2 separate regions of the Anas platyrhynchos genome follow, and region 1 is linked to region 2. The links are chromatin contacts, called in public Hi-C maps. All regions are on one chromosome and are shown on one strand. The core of a region is the stretch at or near the end of the contact, and the rest is flanking DNA. Distances in the headings are between cores, read along the strand shown. Region 1 overlaps KCNMA1 (potassium calcium-activated channel subfamily M alpha 1). Region 2 holds the start of KCNMA1 (potassium calcium-activated channel subfamily M alpha 1).

Region 1 (3,818 bases), core at 1,037-3,536, 230 kb after region 2:
AAGGAAGACTAGGACTGTATCAAATACAAATCCCCTTTCTTCAAAGAATCCTTACATCTTCCACTTCAAAGCCAGCAGTCTGTGCCAGATTCATCAGTGTGAAGGACAACAGTACTGGATAAGCATCCTAGGGATCAGTAGGATTTTCTAGGTAGCAAGGAACTTAGGAAAAGTCTGTTTAATTCTTCTCTCATACCTGTGCAAGTTTGGAGCAAGTTTACCGAAGCCAAAAAATTACATAGTGACTATCTGGAGAAATGGCAATTGAATCAGTTTGTAATGACTGACATTTTAAATAATGCTAGTCCAAGTAAGAAATCCCTTATCTTTAAATAAAATAATTAAAATTGCAAACATGAAAAGAAAATCTATGTCTACATTAGAAAGTACTTACTCCTAGTCAGTGAAGATTTTTCAGCAAGTGAGGGCTATTTGGTGTGTCCTGGCAGCACATCTTCCTATCCAGTTATATCCAGAAGGAATCTATTTTGTGTGCTCTAATACTACTCTGCAATAAAAACTAAAATTCCATAGATGGGCATGGTCAGATTAACTTCAAAAACATGGTTTGGTTCCCAACTTAAAATGCTAGCAGATTCGCGGATTCTGTAAGCTTCCAGACCCCTACTATTGTTAAGTTTAGCAGAAATTACTGAAGAAATGTCAAATATTGGCAGGATGAAAGGAAGTGCGGTGTCAAGAGTTGGACTTGATGATCCTTAAGGGTCCCTTCCAACTCAGGATATTCTATGATTCTATGATTCTAAGAGTTTTCAAATGTATTTTTTTTTTTCCCCTAGCATGCAGAAAAACAATGTGCTTTGTTGCAAACATTTTCCTCTTAAGTATCACAGAACTCAGAATTTCCACACATTTTTATCAACTCCCAGTTATGGCTTTGACAGTGTCTTGAGCAGTTATTCATCACAGTTGTAGAATCATAAAATCATTAAGGTCTGAAAAGACCTCCAAGATCATCTAGTCCAACCACCACCATACTACCAATATCACCCACTAAACCATGTCCCTAAGCACCACCTCCAATCTTTTCTTAAACACCCCTGGGGATGGTGACTCCACCACCTCCCTAGGCAACCCGTTCCATTGCCTAACTACTCTTTCTGGGAAGAAATGTCTCCTAATTTCCAACCTAAATCTCCCCTGGTGCAACTCGAGGCCATTCCCTCTAGTCCTATCACTAGTTATGTGGGAGAAGAGGCCAACCCCCAGTTCCTCACAACTCCCTCTCAGGTAGTTGTAGAGAGCAGTGAGGCCTGACCTGGTCCTCCTCTTCTCCAGACTAAACAGCCCCCGTTCCCTCAAATGCAATAGCTTATCTTAATAAACATTCACAAAATGACTTTTTGTTTTAAGACTATTCTGCTGTTATTTCATGTAGCTTATAGCTACTGTTTTACTTTAAGACCATATGACATAGAAATTTCAATTTATTACTTGAATTTAAGGCCACCTTTGCTGCAATCATTTTTACTTCTTGGTTGACTGTACTTAGTGAAAATTACTTGTAGTATGATATTGATCTTATTTTGCTGTTTCTGGCCTTGTAGTCAATCATATAAAATCTAGATATCTGGACTGTATTTTAGTTCTACCACAAACTTTAGTTATTGCCATATGCAGGCTGCTTACAGCCTGTTTTTTTCAGGGGTGCTAAATATTTGTAGCTTCCACTGAATTTATAGGGAATATTATACTCAGAAATCTAGCTATTAGCCCTATTGTGTTATTATTTATTTATTTATTTATTGGATAATTGATATAGACAAGATGTAATTGGGGGATACAGTAAATAGGATAAGATTGAGAGACTTTACTGTGGAGCATCTAAATTCTGTACATCAGTTCTGAGGTGTGATCTGAGAGTTGAAGAAAACCTTACTTTCTATGTGTTACTTTCTGTAATGCACTGAGGTCTTACTCATTCCTGTAGTTTGGTGTTGCTGAATGGAAGGTACCACATGGAAAAAAGTTTGCAGTAATTAGGAAATTATAAATAGGAAATGAATTAATAAATACAGAAATAGTTGTGCTTTGGCGTTTTTGTAATGTATAGTTAAAAAAAAAAAAAAAAGAACAAAATAAAAAAATCTCTGGAAATTTCTCATTTTGATGTGAATCAGTGAAGCCAAAGTTAACTTTCCTTTGATTACTCAGGGACTGATAATGTTGGGACTTTCCAAAGAACTAAAGGGAATATATTTCATACTTCATATCATGACTCAGGGTACATACCAATGGCTGTTTCCTCTTCTGTTGTCACAGTGATATGATACTTCCTTGATTTAAGATCTTGGTGCAAATGTTATGCAGTAGTATGGTACCAGCTGGAACTAGTTATAACTAGCGTTACTTTGTCATGCCAAATATTATATTACAAAAGAATAAGGGTAAGGCAGGAAGGGAGACATAAAAAGTTCTTTCTTATCTCTTTTGCAGTCTGACTCAAGAAAAATATCTGTGACTCAAATGTACATTCCTTCAAAAACTATAATGTTTATTGATCTGTGCCAGCTGTTGCACTGTCTCCCCCTCTTCCCCTCTATTTCACCATGTGTTTGCATTTTGTGTTTACTTCACAGAATTACGAGCATGGAATTTTTTAGGATTTTTTTACACTTCCGATATCTCATTTTCCTAATACTTTGTTCAAGTTGTCCAAATGCTTAAAATAAAAATTGCTTAGATTTACTGTGGCTTTAGCTGCAGAATCATAGGACCAAAAGAGGCTTCAGTAGCTTGGATTCACTCCAAAGATGGGACAGATGCTATTTACACATCTGTCTTTCCTTGGAGGTTTTCCTGCAGAAAGTCAGATTCAAGTTTTAGTAAAGATGTCTTAAAACTCTCTTGGTGCTGTTGGATGGGCACATATAACTTGTTAGCAATTTATCAAGCCTCTGCCTCCACACACTTCAGCGCACCTTCAGCTCCAGCAGCTGGTTACAGGTTTTGTGCCATATCAGGCATTGCATGATCTTTGCTACAATCTTGTTTCTATGTAACTCGAGATCAAAAGGCATTATGCTTAACTTTGCCAGAACTGTAATGATTCTGGAGGGGATCAGTAGGATAGTCTTTGTGTTAGAAATAGGTGATTGCCTGTAGTTGTGTAAAAAAACTTCATTTTTTTCAGTGCTTTGGTTTGAGTAGGCCAAGGAATACTGAAGGTCCAGCTGAAGGAAGTCTCTTTCAGACATCTGAATATAAACTTTAAGTTCCAGTAATAGGAATCCTTCTGTGCGTTTTAAAATGATTTAAGCTGTGCTGTTAGACATCCTGTGGTTAGTGTGCCAATCCTCGTTGGACAGGTTTCCAGTTTTGATATTAGGTTCAGGAATACTGATTGCAACAGTATCTAGCCACCCTGGACTTATGTTTAATAAGAAATAATGTATATGAGTTAGAGAATTAAGAAAATTCAGATCCAGTTAATTTCTTTTATTGGCTTAGTGTGAGGTTTTTTTTTCTGCTTGTCCTTTCTGTCTACAGTAGAAATTCTTGCTTGTACTGGCAAAGTGGCCCTTGATGGTACTCACACTCAGATGACTTGTCTCATACTGTGATCTGTGATGAAGTTTATGATCACATCAAAGTTTATGTCTGGGAAAGAGTTGTATTCTTTGATTAATTGTTGATCTAAACTCTGCACTCCTGAAGTACATAACTCAGATTTTTACTATTATTTTTCTTGTAAACTTCAAACTCAAAATTTCTTCTGTTATCACTGACTGATACACTGGTCTATACTAAAGAGGAAATAAGATGTTATTTAGCAAAGCCAAGCTTCCTAGGATGTG
Region 2 (3,822 bases), core at 408-2,907:
TACTGCCTAATGCTTTCTCTATTTGGAGGCCTCTGTGAGTCCATGCTTGAAGAACGAAGCCCCCTCTTGAAGGAGGACACTGGAGCAATATACTATGCTAAACCCACAAAGTTTGTCAAATGGTGTTGCAATTACATAAAAAAGTGGAGGTGAGAGGTTTAGCTAGACCCATAAAAAGCCCTGAGAACTCATAAAATCTCATTACCATCACTTAACTAAAAAACAAAAATAAACAGACCTGTGGCAGATGCCAAAACAGGGACTACTGCTGGCAAAGGTTAAACAGATGATTGCTTCATCATGGTGGCCCTGTGCATGAGCAGTGAGTGGATCAGGTGGGGAAACGCCACAAACGCTGGCTTTTGCATTTCACCAGGGAAGGGTGAAAAGAGGATCTGCACCATACTGGGTGCAGGCAACCGGTGATCAGACCATGTGCCAAGGGGAGATTTTATAAAATAAATGATTAATCTCAAATTTTACAGTGGATACATGAATAGAAATGCAGGAGACAACTACCCAGATTCTCTTGCTGGATTCCTCCCCCTCTTAGATTTTCTCCCTGGATTCCCTCTCTCCCCCTCCTCCTCAAAGCGTGCCCCTGCAAATCGCTGCTTTAATCCCTAAGGGTTAATTTCAGGAACGTTCTGGCGATGTGCAGCAACTCGCGGCGCGATCGCCACGTTTCCCCGTGTCAATTCCAGAAATGAAACATAATAATAAAAATAAAAATCCCCGATACCCATGTATTCGCTCCCCGCTTCCTCCAAAGCCTGCCCGCAGCAGCATCCCCCCTCCCGTTCCCGCATCCCCGGGCACCTGCTGCTGCAACTTACCCGCCTCCCGCGCCCCCCCCCCCCCCCCGCTGTCGCTCGCCCTCGTCCCCTTTCGCTGCCCCCGGCCCGGCCATGTCCAGCTCCGGGGGGAGCAGCTCGGGTGGGAGCTGGGCTCCGGGGTGTGTGTGTGGGGGGGGTGGGGGGGAGCAGCGCTGGGGGGAGCAGCGCCGGGCGTTCCCCGCGTCACGGCCCCCGCCCCTCCGCGGCTGCGGAGCCCGCCCGGGCCGGGGGGACGCCTCGGAGCGGCAGCATCTCGGGCACCGCCTCGCCGCCCCCCCCGGCAGCAGCCCCGTTTCCCGGCCGCTGCCTCGGCGGCCCCGCGGGGGGCCAGGAGCCCCCCGAAGCCGGAGCCCCCCGGCCTCCATCGCCGCCTCCCCCCGGGAGGGAGGGGCGGGAGGCGGCGGCGCCTCTCTCCGCCCGTGGGGGGGTACCGGGGGGAGCGGCAGCCTGCGGCCCGGAGGGAGCTCCTGGAGGATGGGCGAAGAGGAGGAGGCGGCACACGCACGGCTGGGCCAGCGGAGGATGAATTAGGAGCCACAGGAGGCTGCCGCCGGCACCGAGGGGGGAAGACGAGAGGAAGGGGCTGGACTTGGAAGAGGAGGAGGAGGAGGAGGGTGCGCGGGGGGGGGACTGAGTATCGCTAATAACAAGTTAAAGACTAATAACAATAATAACAGACCACCTCCAGGAAGATCCGCGGCGGAGGCTGAGCGGTCCCCGCGGAGGCCAGCGGGGTTGCAGCGCTGGGTAGCTTGGAGAGACGCTCCGAGGCATCAGTCTGTGGTGGTGGTGGTGGCTGATTTTTTTTTTTTTTTTTGCGGGGGGGTGGGCGGGGTGGGGGCCGTGTTTGCGGGAGAAGGAAAGGGTGGGAGTCGGAGGAGCGGACTACCTTTCCATTATTATTTTTAATTTTTTGTTGATATTATTTTCGCCGTGCAAGGAGGACGCTCGGAATTCACCGGCCTGTCGGCTCCCGAGAGGGACCCGGGGATTGTTGCGGTCGTTTTTCTTTATTATTTTTTTCCTTTTTTTTTTTTTTTTCGGTCGGGTCGTTTGTTTTGATTTGGCGTTTTGTTGCTGTTATTCTCATTTTCCTTTTCCCGCTGAGCAGCGGCGGCGGCGGCAGCAATATGGCTGGTGATGGGTTTTTTGGGGGGCGCTGGCGGCGGGAGGAGCTCTCGGAAGCCTCTGCGCGCCCGGCTCGCTGTTAGCTATGGCAAATGGCAGCGGCGGCGGCGGCGGCTCCTACCCGGGCGGCAGCGGCGGCGGCGGCGGCCTTAGAATGAGTAACAATATCAACGCCAACAATCTCAACACAGACTCGTCCTCCTCCCCCGTCAATGTGCCCAAGATGGATGCGCTCATCATCCCGGTGACCATGGAGGTGCCCTGCGATAGCCGCGGACAGCGCATGTGGTGGGCTTTCCTCGCCTCATCCATGGTCACTTTCTTTGGGGGACTGTTTATCATCCTGCTGTGGAGGACCCTCAAGTACCTGTGGACTGTCTGCTGCCACTGCGGGGTCAAAAGCAAGGTAACTCACCACTCCTTCCCTTCCCCTTCCCTTCCTGCTGCTGTTGCTGGTCTGGTGCGGTGGTGGTAGTGAGGAGGGGGAGTAGGAGTCCAGCCTTGTATCCCGGGACACCTCAGCGAGGTGGCAGCGCAGGAGGTGCCACAGGGCTGGCGTAGGCTGACAGCGTGCTGCTCCAGTGGGGTCGCCTGGGGCAATGTGGAGAGCGTGGCTGGGGAGCAAGGCACTGGATGCAGCCCAGACAGGTGCCCCTCAGCCTCTTCTGTGCCTTACAGCCCTCACAGGGGTGCACATAGGTCTTGGTCTGGTGGCACTGAGGGTGCGCCTGGGACCAGATCAACCACTTGGCGATGTGCGCGCTGGCACGTTGGGACAGTGTGGTTCAGAAGTTGGTGTGCAACCCCTGAGATCGCGTAGGGTGGGAACGCGTTCGTGCCAAGCTAAACTCTTGATTCTCCTACAGTGTGAGAAACTTGGGGAAGATTAAGAAGGGAAATTTCTCACTCAAGTAAATCTTGTCAAAGCTAGTTCCATTCCCTCAGAATCTCTTACATACCTTTCTCATGAATTAAGTGTTGATATCTAGAGGTGTACCATGAATTCCCAGGAAAGACATTAGGTCAGTATTCCTCTAATCCAGTTGCAAAATTTTTGCGGCAACCTCTCAACTATTTCAATTTTTGCATATTACCAGCTGGAAGAAATTGTGGTACGTGAAATGAGGTTGCCTTCTGGTTTGAAGGAGACACTTCAAGCCGAGGCTAAGAATCCACTCAGGTCCAGACTTCCATTTTTGTTTAAGACAAATGGGATAGAAAGCGTTAAGACTCTGTATTTGTGAAAGTGGATTTTGACAGACCCCAAAATAGACCAGCAGCTGGAGTTTCTCCCCTTCCCTTTTCACATTTTTTGGATTACAAATGGAATAATATCTGCTTCAGTTATTCCTGGCACACAGACACCCACAAAAACACACACACCTTTTAATATATGGTTGCTAGGTTGCTGGCTTGCTTTGACGTACAGTGAGCTGTCTTCCCCTTTCTCCTGTCCCCTCCCCCTAAACAGGCTTGATACGGCGCATAACCCAGCTTCGCAAGGATCTGACACTTAGGGAAACCAGAAACAGAGTTAGAGTGTGAGAAGTTACGGTACTTTGTTGGTGAGTCTGTGTTGAGCTAAGTGAGTGTCCAGCTAGGATTGCCTGAAAGAACCCCTCTCTTGCGGCTTAAAGTAGGGCACTGGCAAGGAACTTGGCCTATCTACGGAAGAAGAGATTGCTAGAGATACAGTATAAATAAAAGCTTTTAACTCAGCCTTAAGCTGCAGGAAACCTTCTAGGCAGTATCACTTCTCTATAGACATTTTTAATTTTACTCAAAACGAAGCCTGAACTTTTTCAGATGCATTAGCCAGGTATGATGACAAAGCTCAAATGAATTTGTGATAATAAAT

Evidence for each region. A called contact is a pair of places that touch in the nucleus more often than the background predicts.
Region 1: a contact with region 2 is called in a Hi-C map of skeletal muscle, with 2.4 times the contacts expected there. The contact joins the enhancer-like site here to the promoter of KCNMA1 in region 2. A contact is called at or near these places in 2 of 8 Hi-C or Micro-C datasets (skeletal muscle and subcutaneous adipose tissue).

Annotation. Positions count from the first base shown.
Region 1 is chr6:17,261,230-17,265,047 of IASCAAS_PekinDuck_T2T, forward strand. The region is part of intron 3 of KCNMA1 (potassium calcium-activated channel subfamily M alpha 1); the gene reads left to right. Among named protein-coding and RNA genes, the nearest start is that of KCNMA1, 230 kb to the left of the region's middle. Within about 2 kb of position 2,287, at least 2 of the 8 cell types and tissues checked have an H3K27ac peak or open chromatin away from gene starts, as enhancers often do.
Region 2 is chr6:17,029,621-17,033,442 of IASCAAS_PekinDuck_T2T, forward strand. KCNMA1 (potassium calcium-activated channel subfamily M alpha 1) reads left to right here and starts at 1,658. Exons shown (of 33, transcript XM_027460038.3): 1 at 1,658-2,370. The coding sequence starts at 2,050.